2 separate regions of the Mus musculus genome follow, and region 2 is linked to region 1. The links are chromatin contacts, called in public Hi-C maps. All regions are on one chromosome and are shown on one strand. Each heading gives the region's core, a stretch centred on a gene start, on an enhancer-like site or on the middle of the called end of the contact. The rest is flanking DNA. Distances are from core to core; before and after follow the strand shown.

Evidence for each region. A called contact is a pair of places that touch in the nucleus more often than the background predicts.
Region 2: a contact with region 1 is called in a Hi-C map of rod photoreceptor, with 2.2 times the contacts expected there. The contact joins the promoter of Lrit3 here to the enhancer-like site in region 1. A contact is called at or near these places in 3 of 484 Hi-C or Micro-C datasets (the Ba/F3 cell line, nephron progenitors and rod photoreceptor) and 2 of 9 other capture datasets (adipose tissue and liver).

What each region holds. Positions count from the first base shown.
Region 1 is chr3:129,724,672-129,731,668 of GRCm38.p6, reverse strand. Egf (epidermal growth factor) reads left to right here. Exons shown (of 24, transcript NM_010113.4): 6 at 6,429-6,554. Among named protein-coding and RNA genes, the nearest start is that of 6330410L21Rik, 26 kb to the left of the region's middle. Within about 2 kb of position 2,893, at least 1 of the 459 cell types and tissues checked has an H3K27ac peak or open chromatin away from gene starts, as enhancers often do. A contact at or near this core is called in rod photoreceptor, where this site is marked.
Region 2 is chr3:129,801,550-129,808,546 of GRCm38.p6, reverse strand. Lrit3 (leucine-rich repeat, immunoglobulin-like and transmembrane domains 3) reads left to right here and starts at 4,411. Exons shown (of 4, transcript NM_001287224.2): 1 at 4,411-4,632. The coding sequence starts at 4,517. The region is part of intron 2 of Gm36130 (a long non-coding RNA gene); the gene reads right to left.

The DNA of each region.
Region 1 (6,997 bases), core at 1,644-4,143:
AGGATTACACTAAACCCAGTGTGGGAACGTCTATGTGCACACTGTCAGTGGTGTATTAATGAACTTCTATGTGCACACTGTCAATGGTGCATTAATGAACTTCTATGTGCACACTGTCAGTGGTGTATTAATGAACTTCTATGTGCACATTATCAGTGGTGTACTAATGAAATTCTATGTGCACATTCTCAATGATGTATTAATGAACTTCCTTGTGCACATCATTAATGGTGCATTAATGAACTTCTATGTGCACACTATCAATGGAGTATTAATGAACTTCTGTGTGCACACTATTTATGGTGTGTTAATGGTGAACTTCTAAAGACTTTATGTTTTGACTGCTTACAGGCGTTATTTAGCAAAGGGTCTAATTTTATTATTGTTCTTCTTCTTTCTTCTGTTTTCCTTAGATGTAGATCTGAGGTTTAAGATTATGAGTCTCAAAAGCATATTCATTGGCCAGTAGGGGAACCAGTCTTCCAAATGGTGTGAAAGATTTGACAATGACTTCATGCACAAAACACCACTGACTTTCTTTAATTCTGTAAGCTACTACTTGTAGACATTTAAAATAAAATATGGATTGTTCAGTCACTCATAGCTACTGTCACATCTTAACAAGTGTCACAGATCCATGCCACTGGCGAGAAAGCCCTGGCTCAAGCAAAGCCAGCCTCACAGTACAGGACTCTCCTGTTGCCAAGTGGCTGCCATTTGAAATGCCTTTTTAAATACTTGAAGATGCTCTTTATGTCTTTATGGCTCCTTGTTTGCTGTGAGGGCTCATACATTGCTTTTTCCCGCATGCCTGCTGATGGGGTCTCAGATTATTTAACCTGTAGCTTTTCCTTGTCCTGTGTTTGTTCGAGAAAACAATTCATTTGTCCTGGATCGCTGTCCACTTTCTGAATTTTCCACACCTTTGGTGTTGCTTAACATGTTTGTCTCCCTTGTCGTTCTCAGAATTGGAGCATTGGCCCCAGAAGCCTAAGAGCCAGTATTTTTTTAGGAACACTTCCTGGATAAGCCTGCAGGCGGCACTGCACCCCTCCGATTGTACCAATTGACAGACACACAGGGGCCAGCTCCCGGTCAGGTTTTGGCTAACCAGCAGGTCAGAAGTTGCCAGCTCGGTCTACCATCTATAAACTTCCCTTCTGCCCTTTGCACAATGGCTTTAGACGCTGCTGATTAGTGCCTATGTCACTAACATCATTTTTTTTTTTTAATTAAGAGCTCAGAGTGAAGCCATCCCCTCTATCACTATCTACCATTTATCTGCTTGAATTCCTATACACAGAGGAATCTTTCCATATCAAATATAGCGTTGCTCCAAGGAGCTAGTATAGGAAATGAAAATTCGAAACTTGATGCTCTCCCAGACGTGCATGTTTGAAGAAGAAAGAGTTTGTTTCCCAGAACCACCCAAAGCATCTTTTATGGCTTTTCCTTTCTAAGTGATTGGCATGCTTCTATCGGTTGTGACTAGCCTCTTGATACTTGCCCTGCAGTATCTCTCACCAGAGGAGCTCATCTGAGGCTTGTCTGCATAGGAAAGATGAACACTAGGTTCCTCTTTCTGGGGTGATGCTGCCGCTGAAGGCCTGGGATGCAAGGCCACTGTGCGACTGGGGACACAGGGGACAGGGGAGCAGGCTCATGCACACCTCAGTTTCCCCACCTTCACTGTATGGGATGGCCAGGCTTGTCAGTAATGGGCATAAAATAAGAAAGGGAGGGTGTCATAAATGCTAGTTCTCCCAGCTGCTCACAGGAACTAGTACACACCAGCAAATGCTCCATTCATCCTCGGCCCCAAAACACCTATTTTTCAACTCCTTCAAAGCCACTGGTTGCTTTCCATTCTAATTCTTAAAAGGAATCCAGAAGGATAAAAATAGCAAGTAGCCAAATCCTGTTCGGGTGATTGCTTTTTGTTTTGTTTTGTTTTTAAACCACAGTTTAAAATTCCAGTAGCACAAAACGGCAAGTCTTTATTTTGTATGTGTGTGTCTGTGTGTGTATTCACAGAGAACCCCCTTGCCCATTCCCCAAATCTATACTACATACTTTGCAGAACCTTTGAGGAGGCTCAGGCAGTTATTTATGAGAACTTACACGTAAGAAAGGCAATAAGCAAGTGAATCAAAATGTGATCGTAGGTTTTACAGAGGTTAACACACTGTAACATTCTAAGTACGTATGTACACAGGCACACAGGCGTGCATGAGCGCACACACAGAGTCCATATATAAAAAGCACTCAGAAGGTGTGAGATTGAGTCACAATTCTACACTTATTTGATCCTTGACAAAATTCTTAATCTATAAAATACTATTTGTTGTAAACATTCTGAGGGTTTGTTCTAAACATTAAGTATCATAATTTAATTTATAAAAATGGTACTCTTAATTTTTATTGATATGTGCTAAATATTTAGGGACTGCCAAATACTTAGTTGTAAGAATCATTGGGGTTGGGTGGTGGTGGCTACACAGAGAAACCCTCCTTCCAAAAACTAAAAAAAAAAAAAAAAAAAAAAAAGCCTCATTTGGGGTAAATGGACTGAACAAAGAGAAGAAAAGTTTTCTCGATGGGGTGAATGTTACACGGAATTCAGAATTTAAGATACAAACAGAGCATGAAGCACATAGGGTGGGGGGCACAAGGCTAGGGAATCCCATGGGCCAGGAACAATGTGACTTACTAAACTGGAGAACAGCTCACCTCGGCCTGTGTGCTTGGCAGGTATCTAGTAGTTGCTGAAGGCTGTGGACATTAAACTCCACCATTGGGAGCTTCCGTTGATCTGGAGGGTAGTAAGCCCTCTGACGGGCTGCGAGGGGTGTTACCTGAGGACAGCAGCGGCATTTTGAGTGTTAGCTTTGGCTGATTTGGAAGCTAAAGAATGGCAGCTTAAGGAGATTAGCAAAAATACAGCTCTCAGCCCTGTGTTGGGCGGCTTCCTGCAATGACTTTTCAGGTGTTTAACATCTGAATTCATGTTGCACGATCAGCACAGTCACAGAACAGTGATCATTTTCCCCGCCTGTGTTCAGCATCGGGGAGTGGATTATATTAATACTGAATATCATTGGAAACCACCAGCAGTGGGCAGAGGAGAGCTATCAGGTTCTCAGTTTTATCAGTAAGGTTGAGTGGGAATTCAAGGACCAACCAAACAGGGGTGCAAGTACAATGACCACCTGCTGGACACACACTGTGAAAGGCATTACTCTAGGTTCTATTGAAACAGTAAATATGAATAGAGTGTATGACTTACTCCCAGACGCTTATCAATTATAAACAGGTAGCTAAGATAAATTTTAATGTGTGTGTGTATGTGTATGTAACTGTAACGATGGTGATGATGGTCCAGATGATGGTCCAATAGAATAGAAATTAAAAGTATGATAGACAATAGGGAACTAGAATAAAATCCAGCATGCCTCTTCTACCCGACAGAGCAATGTTTTCTTTTTCTTCTTTTTTTTTTTGCAATGTTTTCTTCATCAATCAGTTTGATTTTTTTATTACCATATATTAAGCAGTCATTAAGTTTGACGTCTTTGAGGTTTAAATGTAGAGGAATTACTATAAACAATTCTTTGTAAAATCATATCTTTTTCTAAAAGAAGAGCTGGGTGTTGTGGTTCACACCAATCATCCCAACACTCAAGAGACAAAGCATGAGGACGGAACATTTGAGGCCAGGTTGGATTATCGAGCAAGACCCTGTTTGGGAAGGGGGGAAATGACCTGGGGGTGTAGTTCAGTGGTAGAGCGCGTGTCTAGTGTTACAAAGCCCTGAGTCTGATCCTTGCCATTCCAGAAATAGATTTAAAATAGAGAGATCGGTGTGTCAGAGAGTATCTATTTCAATGATTCTATTTCATGGATTGGAATCGAAGGTCAAAGATATGAAGTGATTTGTTGTAAAAGACAGAAACAGAACTTGGTTTTCATGGTTCTTAATCCTATAATTATCTACCACGCTGGACTTGAAAAGATGTTTATAAGGAGTTATTTATAGGGAGCATTGTCTTCTTTCTACCTTAGGGAAGTGGTGGCGTTTTGGTGCCATTAAGAGGCCGATGCAGACTCCTCTGGACTATAGTGTTCACTTGTAAAGTTACAAAACTTACACATGCTTTATGCTTTGATTTTTTTAAAGTTGGAATGACTATATTTTGTTGCCAATAACTATACATTTCTAATTTTCTTCCTTCACTTTTATTAGAGGCCTTTTATTTTTAACTTTGCTTGACAGTTAATTTCCTCCTCCTCCTCCTCTTCTTCTTCCTCCTCCTCTTCCTCCTCCTCACAATCCTCCTCCTTCTCCCCCTCTCTCTTTCCTTTTGACAAGGACTTGTACCCCAGACTGGTTTTAAACTTACTACATAGCTGAAGATGAACTGCAACTATTCTCCTTCTGCCTCTGCCTTCTGGGTACAGATTATAAGCGTATACTGCTGTGTGCTGTGCCCAGTGTTGTGCTGTGCTGGGGATTAAGCCCAGGGCTTTCTGCAAGTTAGGCAAGAACGCCACCAGCGATCTACACCCTCAGCCCCCTAATTTTGCTTGTATCCTAATTTTTGAAAGCTTAAGTGAAGCACAGAAATATGAATAATATGTGTGTATAACTGACATAAAACCACAGAGAATAAACAAAATTTTAGAATTAATCTCCAAAATAGCACCCACTGCAACTCAACATATCCAATAAGTGTTGTTGAAATTGTATTGCTTGTTGGCAAGATTGTGCATTTAATTATTTGAAAGAATAAATTAGAAATATTTAAGAATATAAGACAGATTAGTTAAAAGTAGTTACCTGCAACTGACATGTGGTACACTAGGCTAGAGTTTCTAAAAGTATATTTTGAATACTGTGGCATCAGAATCCCTCTAGATTCTGTAATAGGTAGACACCTGGGGTTCCCTTTTCTATGTGTCTTTGAATAAAGATGTATGAATGCACAGGAGGTCACTGGCTTAGGCTGAGTGCAAACCTGCCCTAGATCCTGGACAGACCCAACTGTAAATGATGTTCCACGTGACCGATTGTTTATCTAACCTGAGCAATCAGGAGAGAGACCAGAGATAGCCAAGTCCCCCACAGTTCAATTTCCCCAGCAGTCGCGCTGTTTTAACTCCGACAAGGGGAGTCCCTGATGCCACCCAAGCTGTTCTTCACATTGCCATTTCCCCCTTCCACTAAGGCCAGTTGTTGGGCCTCCCGCAGCACAGTACCTCTGGAGGCTTAGATTCACTGCTGCTCGATTTATGGATTGATAATAAAAGACGAAGAAGTCATTTAGCTAAATTCATTCAAATTTGATCTTTTGACAATGCCGAATTTTTTTTTTTTTTTGAAAGATAGGGTCTCGCTAGACACACTCTTATCTTTGCTTCCGACTCCAGCGTGCTGGGGTTAAAGGTCCATGTCTCCACACCCACCCCCAATCTTCAGTCTTTACCTTCATCTCTTCCCAGGTCTCTAGCATTCTGGAAAAAAAAATTCACTCACCCATAGGCTTACTTCTGTACTTCTAAAGCACTTTACAGAAGTTCTGAAGCTCTTTACAAAGGGTCTACGATTAAAATTGGTCAAATGTTGGAGGGAGCAAGATGGACAAAGTTCTTGTTAACCTTTTGAAAAGGTTGCATGATACCGTTGTTCATTCTTGACATTTGGGTCTGAAAAGTCAAATTACCATACAAGCCACGATTCATCACAGTGAATTTAACCTAAGCCTCAGTTTATGGGTAATAAGCACACGTAACAGTAGTACTCAGTTAAACGTGACTTAACCCAACTCTGGCTAATTTGCCCCAAGCATCCGGTTCAGTGAGTATACTTTACACTTCCCCTGGGATATGTCATGACACATTGGATGCCAGCAGCAGTAAAATGCAATATTCAGAAGTGAGGCATATGCCAATAGTATGAAGTATGAAACCTGCTTCTTTAAATAATGACCATAAAACCAGTCAAGTATCAGACCTGAGGTGTATTTCAGTCAAGAAAAACACATTGTTAGGTTTGAGGTTTTTAAACTCTTAAAGATATAGTATGCATAGTTTTAATATATAAATGTAAAGCAAAATGAAGGCTCTGATAAGCTATGCTCATTTTGCAAACTAAATACCATCTCCAGCTAATTAGGATGCCCTGCCCTGCCCCTGAGCGACAGCAGGAGCCTTACGATTAGGCAAATAAGAGGCTTGACCACTATTGGGTGGGAGGGAGGGAGATCCTGATTGGAGCAGAGCGAGGCTGTAGCGGCACCGCTGTGACGTCACTGCGAGGTTAGCCCCACCCCCAGCTCCGCTGTAATCAGTGAGTTCTCTCATGGCCCTCTGTCAAAAAAAAAACAAACCGCATTTCCATTTGCTCTGAAGTAAACACTCTTCTGTTTTAGACCCCGAACTTCTCAAACAGAGGGGAAGACCATGCCGCTTCGGTCTCTGTGAGCGAGACCCCAAGTCCCACTCGAGCGCATGCGCTGAGGGCTACACGTTAAGCCGAGACCGGAAGTACTGCGAAGGTAATGTGCGCATGCGCCAGAAGCTGTCCTTTTGACAAGTGGCAGGAGGTCCGCTAGAGAAGTGCGTGTGTCTGTCTGTGGCCTGTATTGTGGGGGCTGGGGGGTGTCCAGGGCCTCCAAGAAGAACAGACTTCAATCTTCTCCCTCCTTTGCTCGCTCCCTCCCTCCCTTCCTTCTTTCCCCAGAAGAGAACTTTTTCTTCTGTTTTAATTTCTATTATACTCTCGAGTTTTGTTTTTGTTTTGTAGACTTTTGTTGCTAGATGCAAACCATTAGGCAGTTGCTGAGGGGCTGATAACAGGCCAAGATTTTCTTTAGTTTTTTTAAAAGATTTATTATTTTTTTTATATTGTTTGTACGAGAGCCTGCATGCATGTTTGTGCATCACGTGCATGCCTGGTGCCCGTGGAGCCTAGAAGAGAGCATGGAATCCCCTGGACTTG
Region 2 (6,997 bases), core at 3,162-5,661, 75 kb before region 1:
TGTTTCCAGCTATGAAAAGATATTTTTTATCATTTCAAAATTTGAATTTAGAATCAATTATTAATTCATGTTATTTAAATGAAAATATTCAAACATTAAGCAAAATTGCTTCCTATCATGCCAGTCTGTTGCATGTACATTTTATAGCAGTGTAACATCTATGCATTGTGTTGAATAGTCTAAATTTGCATTGTGTTCATTCATGTGCATGTATGTGTTTGTGTGTGTGTGTGTGTGTGTGTGTGTGTGTGTGTGTGTGCCTGCCTGCCTGCCTGCCTGCTGAGGCCAGAAGAGGGCGTGTGATCTCCTGGAACTGAAGTTACAGACAGTTGTAAAGGGTGCTGGTGGGAACCAAATTCAGGACTCTGGAAGAGCATCCAAAGGTCTTAGCCGTGGAGCCATCTCTCTAGCCCCTAAATTACCATTTTCCTGACAATATATTTTTCTATGTCTGCCATTAGAATTAAGTTTGAACAGAGTGGCACTTTTTTATATTTTTGCCTTTGTGTTATCTTTAGTACATAGACTCATTCTGTCTGGCACAAAGTAGGCACTCAGAGTGGATTTGTAGACTCAAGCTTTGCCGTTTAAATGGCTGTGACTATTAAACAGAGTACAGTATACCATTGTTTGAAAGGTAGACAACTAAACCGTTTCAAGTTTTTACTCTTTCTTATGAGGCAAGGTCTCATTATATAGTCCAGGCTGGGCTCAAACTTGAAGCTACCAGCATCTCAATTCTGGAGCTTACAGATGTGTACCACCAAGCCTGGATTTCTTTTATAGATGCAAAATTGGGAACACTGTAATACAAATATCTTTGTAGGGGTGGGTATCAATTATTCTATCTGAATCTTTATCCAGCTTAAGGTTATTGCACAGAAATATAAGAGAGCCTTATGGTTGCTAGATGTCTCCAAGTGTGGGTCTGCATTGCTTTGGTGATGTGTATACATTCACTCCATATTATAATAATGTTCTTTCATATTTCAAAGCTATGAGTTATATACTGTAGCGTGAATTCATTTTCTTTCACATCTCGCTCAGTGCTCATCAGACTATAGATCTTTATCTGTTGCCACCCCCCCACACACACACTTTGTAAGTTGCCTCCTTAACCCCTTTGTCGGCATATTAAAGACCTACCTACTAGTTTACCGAGACAGTTCCCTTCCTGTGGACAATGGTGAGAGTTGCTATAACAACCTCCTGATTTAGCTTTCCATCCTCTGCGCATTCTCACTCCGACCACGCCACAGCCAACTGTTTAAAGATGCACTTCCAGCCCTTTAAATCTTTCTGACCAAACTTTCAGGAGCCTGCGGTGGCAAAAGCCTTCAACTGAGCGGTGGAAGGGCTTATTTTGGGTCATGGTTGAAGAGAATTGAGTTCAACATTAGGGACAAGGGGTGCAGTTGGTCACATGGTATCTACTGACAGGAAGCCGAATGGCATCAAGTCTGGTGTTCACTCCCTTTACCCTTTTAGTCTAAGACCCCAGCACACAGGGTTGTGGTACCCACCCTGAGGATACCTCCTTCCGGCTCAGTTACCCCAATCTAGACAGTTGCTCCCAGACATACCCATAGATCTGTTCTCCAGATGATTGTGTGTACTGTCAAGTTTACTACCACACCTGTGAAGGAAGTCTGGCTGCCTTAGACACAAGGTTCAAGGCCCTCCTCACCATGGCCCAGAGAGACTTTTCACATTTTGTAATTCTCCAGTGGCAACATTAAAAATGTGTTCCTGGAGGGCTCTGGGTGCTCGTTCACCCTCCCCCCCCCCCCACACACAGTTAAGCTGCTTATGGAGACAATCTAGCAGGGGTCTGTGCTTAGTCACAGAACAGTTAAATGGTTGAGGCAGTATTTACCGTATTACCTAGAGAATTGATAGCGAGCTCTAGTGTGCAAAGCTTTGAGTTTATTCCTAACAACAAACAAGGGATAACTTCACTTTAACATGAAGGACTTCAGTGGTGCACTAATATCTAATACCATGTCAATCAACTAATTTATACAATAAGACTGACTAAGCTTTGAATCTGGCTCCCTATGGCTACTGGGCTTACTAGCTTGGTGGCTTATCACTATACAGTTTTGCTATACTCAGTTGGTCCGGTCCTGCTCTTCCAGGTAAGAATATTCACAAACCTGATAATGCAGACAGTTTGGTCACTTAGTGAGCAGAGTTTTACCACCAACCTATTTTCTCTCTCCGGTGCACAATAGCTCAGAGCTTCTACCCATCACTGCATCCCCAGCACTGAGAAACCCTGGGGTTGTCCTTAAATCCAGTCTTCATCGTGCCTACACGGAATCAAGTGATTCCCCCTCCTCTGTTTCCCAAAACTGTATTATCCACAGTCCTGTCCGCACATCGGGGATGGCCTCATGGCTGCTCACTGGGACCAGAACCACCAGTGCCCACCTAGAGCCTCCAGCTCCCCTCCTGCTGGCTCTAAACCCTTTGTCTACACAGCTACCAGGAAATCCCACTAATCTGTTGATCTGATGAGCCACTCGAAGCTTAACCTTTCTGTTTTTGCTGCCTGGAGTCTGTGTGGCTCTTTAGCAGGGCACCCAAGGTCCTTCCTCTGCCACCTCAGCTCAGCTACTTATTCCTAAGCAACAGAAAGTGCTTGTGTTTTTCTGAGGTTCTCTTGAAGCTTTATACACATGCATGCACACACATACAGCACACACACATACACACACATACGCACACACAGCACACACACATATACACACACACAGCACACATACATACACACACATACGCACACACAGCACACACACATATATACACACACACACAGCACACACACATATACACACACACAGCACATGCACACACACACATGCACATACACACAGCACACACACACATGCACATACACACAGCACACACACACAGCACACACACACACACATGCACATACACACAGCACACACACACAGCACACACAAACATGCACATACACACAGCACACACACACATGCACATACACACAGCACACACACACACACACACACACACACAGAGCACAGTCTTTCCTGTTTCCCTCTGCTTGCTGGAGAGGGAGCTCAGGTGCCACCCAACAAGACAGCTTTGCCTGGTTACCCAGGCTGAACATGATGTTCTCTTGTGCGTCCTCACTGACCTGTCTCTATCATTTGACTTCTTCATGAACCGCAACGCTGTGTTGCTTATCTTCGTACCTCTAGTCTTTGGTTCGGAAGTTGGCAGGTTCTCCATAAATATTTGACGAACAAATGAATTATGTCATCTCTGAACAGCTGCAATATGACATTTTTAAATTCAGCAGTGTTTTCCAGACTCCATTGCTTAGATATTCTCTGCAGCTGGGTGTAGCGGTGCATGCTTTCAGTCCTGGCAAGGACAGGCAGATCTCTATGAGTTCAAAGCCAGCCTGGTCTACATAGTAAGACAATGTCTCAAAGATTATTTTTTGCTAAATGTTACTAAAAGACATGGCAGTTGACCACCTGCCATTCTCCTGCAGATGGTGTCCATGTATCAGACTGGCGTCCATTCACCTGCAGATGGTGTCTATGTATCAGACTGGCATCCGACTTGTTATGGACTGAAGATGGCTTCGAACATCTGATCCACCTGCCTTCACATCTTAAATGACGAGCTTACAGGCACTCATATAAAACACCATTTTGTTTGGTGCTAGAGATAGGATCCAGGCTTTGTCCATGCCAGGCAGGCACTCCTCCAACTGAGCTGCAAACCCAGGCTTCAGTTCATCCTTAAGTAGGGGTTTTGACACCCCAGACCCAGAATTAAACATAGCTTTGAACAGAGACAATTGCCTTCATTAGAAAGGAACGCTCTTGGGCACATCTTATGCATACTGAGGCGATCTGGGAGAGACTCAGGACAGGTTCTCACTGGAGCAGTAGCTCTGACACACCTGGAGTGGGCTGAGGAGTCTTAGGGAGACGGCATAGGGCTCACTTAACTTGGTTTGGGGGAGATGAGCAGTCCGGGGCACCACTGGTAACTCTATTGGACATAAATCTGAATTAAAGTCACTTTTTTTCTGGTAAAGATGCAAAAAGTAAAAGGAATGATGTCTGTATAAATAAACTACTGAAAATCTTAGCATATGCCAAGATACCAAGCTCTTTGTAACACCGGTTATGTTTTTAAGCTATAGGAACATTTTAAAGTTCCAACTATGGGAAAGGTACCTGATACGGGGTTTCCCTGCAAATTTAGACATGGGCGCCTATTGAAATTGTCCTGGCGGTTTGATTTTTCACTTCCCTTAGTAAGTGTGTTACTCGGTTGAGGCCATATTCAAAGGCTGGGTGGATTGATCCCCTGCAAGACACTTGAAGGTTAAGTAACTTCAGGTCTCGGGCTAATCTGGCTAAGCTGCTGATGCTAACTGCCTGTGGCTGGCGGCGGGCATTCGTGGTAGCTTCCCCATGTTCTTGTTTAGGCCCTCACCTTTTGTTCAGAGAGCCACTCTGGAGCTATGTGGCTCTCGGCCTGCCTGTGCCTTGTGCTTAGCTTCCTGGGAGGAGTGAACGGTACCTGCCCTTCTCAGTGCTCCTGTGAGTATCACGGCAGACATGACGGCTCAGGATCAAGGTATGCCTTTCTCCTTGCTACTAAGTATTCCGATTGTCCTGGCTTTTAAAATAAAGGACCCAGACTGATCAGCCTAATTTTATGAGAGCAGATTATTTGTTAAAAGGGAGAGGCAGTTTAACCTCGTGAGACTTGGTTCAGTTTTATGGGCTGGTTGTCCACCGTCTTACTATTTTTATCATGGGCAACACTTACCTCTCAGAAGCCTCACACGGGTTTCTGAAATTCCAAAAGCACTTTCTGTCCTACAAAAATGTTTGTTATACCTATGTACACACAATACCCTTCTCGGCAGAGCAGACCGTGTTCCGTGTGGGGGCGGGGCAGGAGGGAGGCTTCTTACAGAAAGCACAGAGTGAGGCTGGGAAGGAGCTGCGGGCGGGCGTGTTGATCTTGTCTGCTCTAGAGCTTCCCGTTCCATCCGAGGATTACTAACAACTTGTAGTAGGAGGACAAGAGTGAAGTCGCTGTGGTTAACTTATGAAAGTAAAGATGTCTGGAAAATACCACCTGTCGCAGATATTGTAGGGCCTCACAGAAGTTGTTAAGTCTCAATGTTGCTTTAACATAGTAAAAATTATAATTTGTATATGATACACACGAATCCTTTTACCCGTAGGCAAATACAAAACAGAACTCTTCTTAGCCAGATATGGTAGACTGTTTCTTTTGAGAGTATTTTTGAGAGTATTTACTAATAAAATAAAATAAATGCATTCTTGTGACTTTACTAGTTGAAATAAACAATGAGTCTCTGAAACAAAGCTTAATATAAGAATGACACAACTTTAACCAAATAATAACTAGGGTTGAGATATAGCTCAATGGAACAGCACACACCTGACAGGTCTACAGACATGCATCTGATATCTAGCACAGCAATGATGGACGGTGATAATGATGATGATGGTGATGGTGGTGGTGGTGGTGGTGGAGACATGGTGATGGTGGTAGAGATGGAGATGATATTGATGTCGATAATGATACAATTACATTTTATTTGTGAACGTTTTTACTTAGCTAACTCTGGTACCCTTTTTGATACATTCCCTGAGAAGTAAGATGCAAATGAAAACAACACAGGTTAGCACCTGTTATCCCAAAGATTTACAGCACGCGATGACCAGGACGAGGAATCTCTAAAAACTTTGCCAGAATGTTTTCTTCTCCGGGGTGGCCCCATTATGCTGGGTTCTACCCAAACCACAGGACAAAGGTCCTCTCCAAGGACTCTAGTTCAATACCTGTCATGTGTAAGTGAGGTAACAAAACCGCACAGGGACTGGGTCACCCTGGGTCTCAGCACTCCTGATGCTGTCACTGGGCCAATCCAGGTGAGGCTCCAGCTTCCTCCTGTGACAGCGCATTGAAATGCTTACCTGAGGAGTGGACGCTGCCATCATTCTGGTGTGAATCGACACGGAGGTTTGTGGTAAATGTGCCCCAGAGACAGTCCGAGGTTCCCCAAGGTCTTCTAAAGCAACAGGAAGGATGTGCCATTGGCAAGGCCCTGTGGCTCCACCCTACTTGCCCCTGTGGGCATTTCGGGCTAGCTGTGTGAAATTCACGGGGGGCTCGCTGGGAAGTGTCTACCTGGCGGTCATTTTATTGTTATGGATCATAATTTGAACATTGTTTTCTTTTCAAAACTGCTTATTCACATTGAGCAGTTCAGATGGGTGTAGGGGATAAATAGGTAGTTTCGAAACTGCCAAAAAGGAGTATGTTTGGTTTCCGGTCTAGTCCTTCAGCAGAAAGAAATGCATGGACACCTGCCCTTTCCTCCATAAGTGCTTCTCTCATAAAAGGATCAGTTTATTATTTTATTTTATCAATAGGTTCTCATGTATCTGGGATAGCTTGGAATTCCCTATGCCTCAGGATACCTTGACTGGTTGATCCTCCTGCCTCTGACTCCTGACTGACGTGACCACAGGTGTGCACCCTGCCTGGTTTATGCTGTGCTGACAAAGGGATTGGAGCACGCCAGGCAAACACTTTATAATGGAGGTACACCCCGAGCCCCAGTTCATGATTTTGAGTGGATTCTTTTAACATCAGTCGGTTTTTAAAGAGATTCACTTTGGCGTTGGAGAGGAGTGGGCTGGAAAGGTCGTTCTGTAGCATCCCACGGACTGGTTGTCAGGGAGATAGCATCTATCATTGGTGGGCACAGATGATTTCAGACGTTTAATCAGTTGTTGGTAACAGCAGCAAACACTGACAGGAAGACATGGGATTTTACTTCCATTTAAGTCAATCATAAGATGACAACGTGACAATAGAACCATGAGTCAGGTGAAGTGGCAGTCCCTGGCCACAGAGAAGGCGGAAGAGCTCAGCTTTCCTTATTCTGTTACCCACT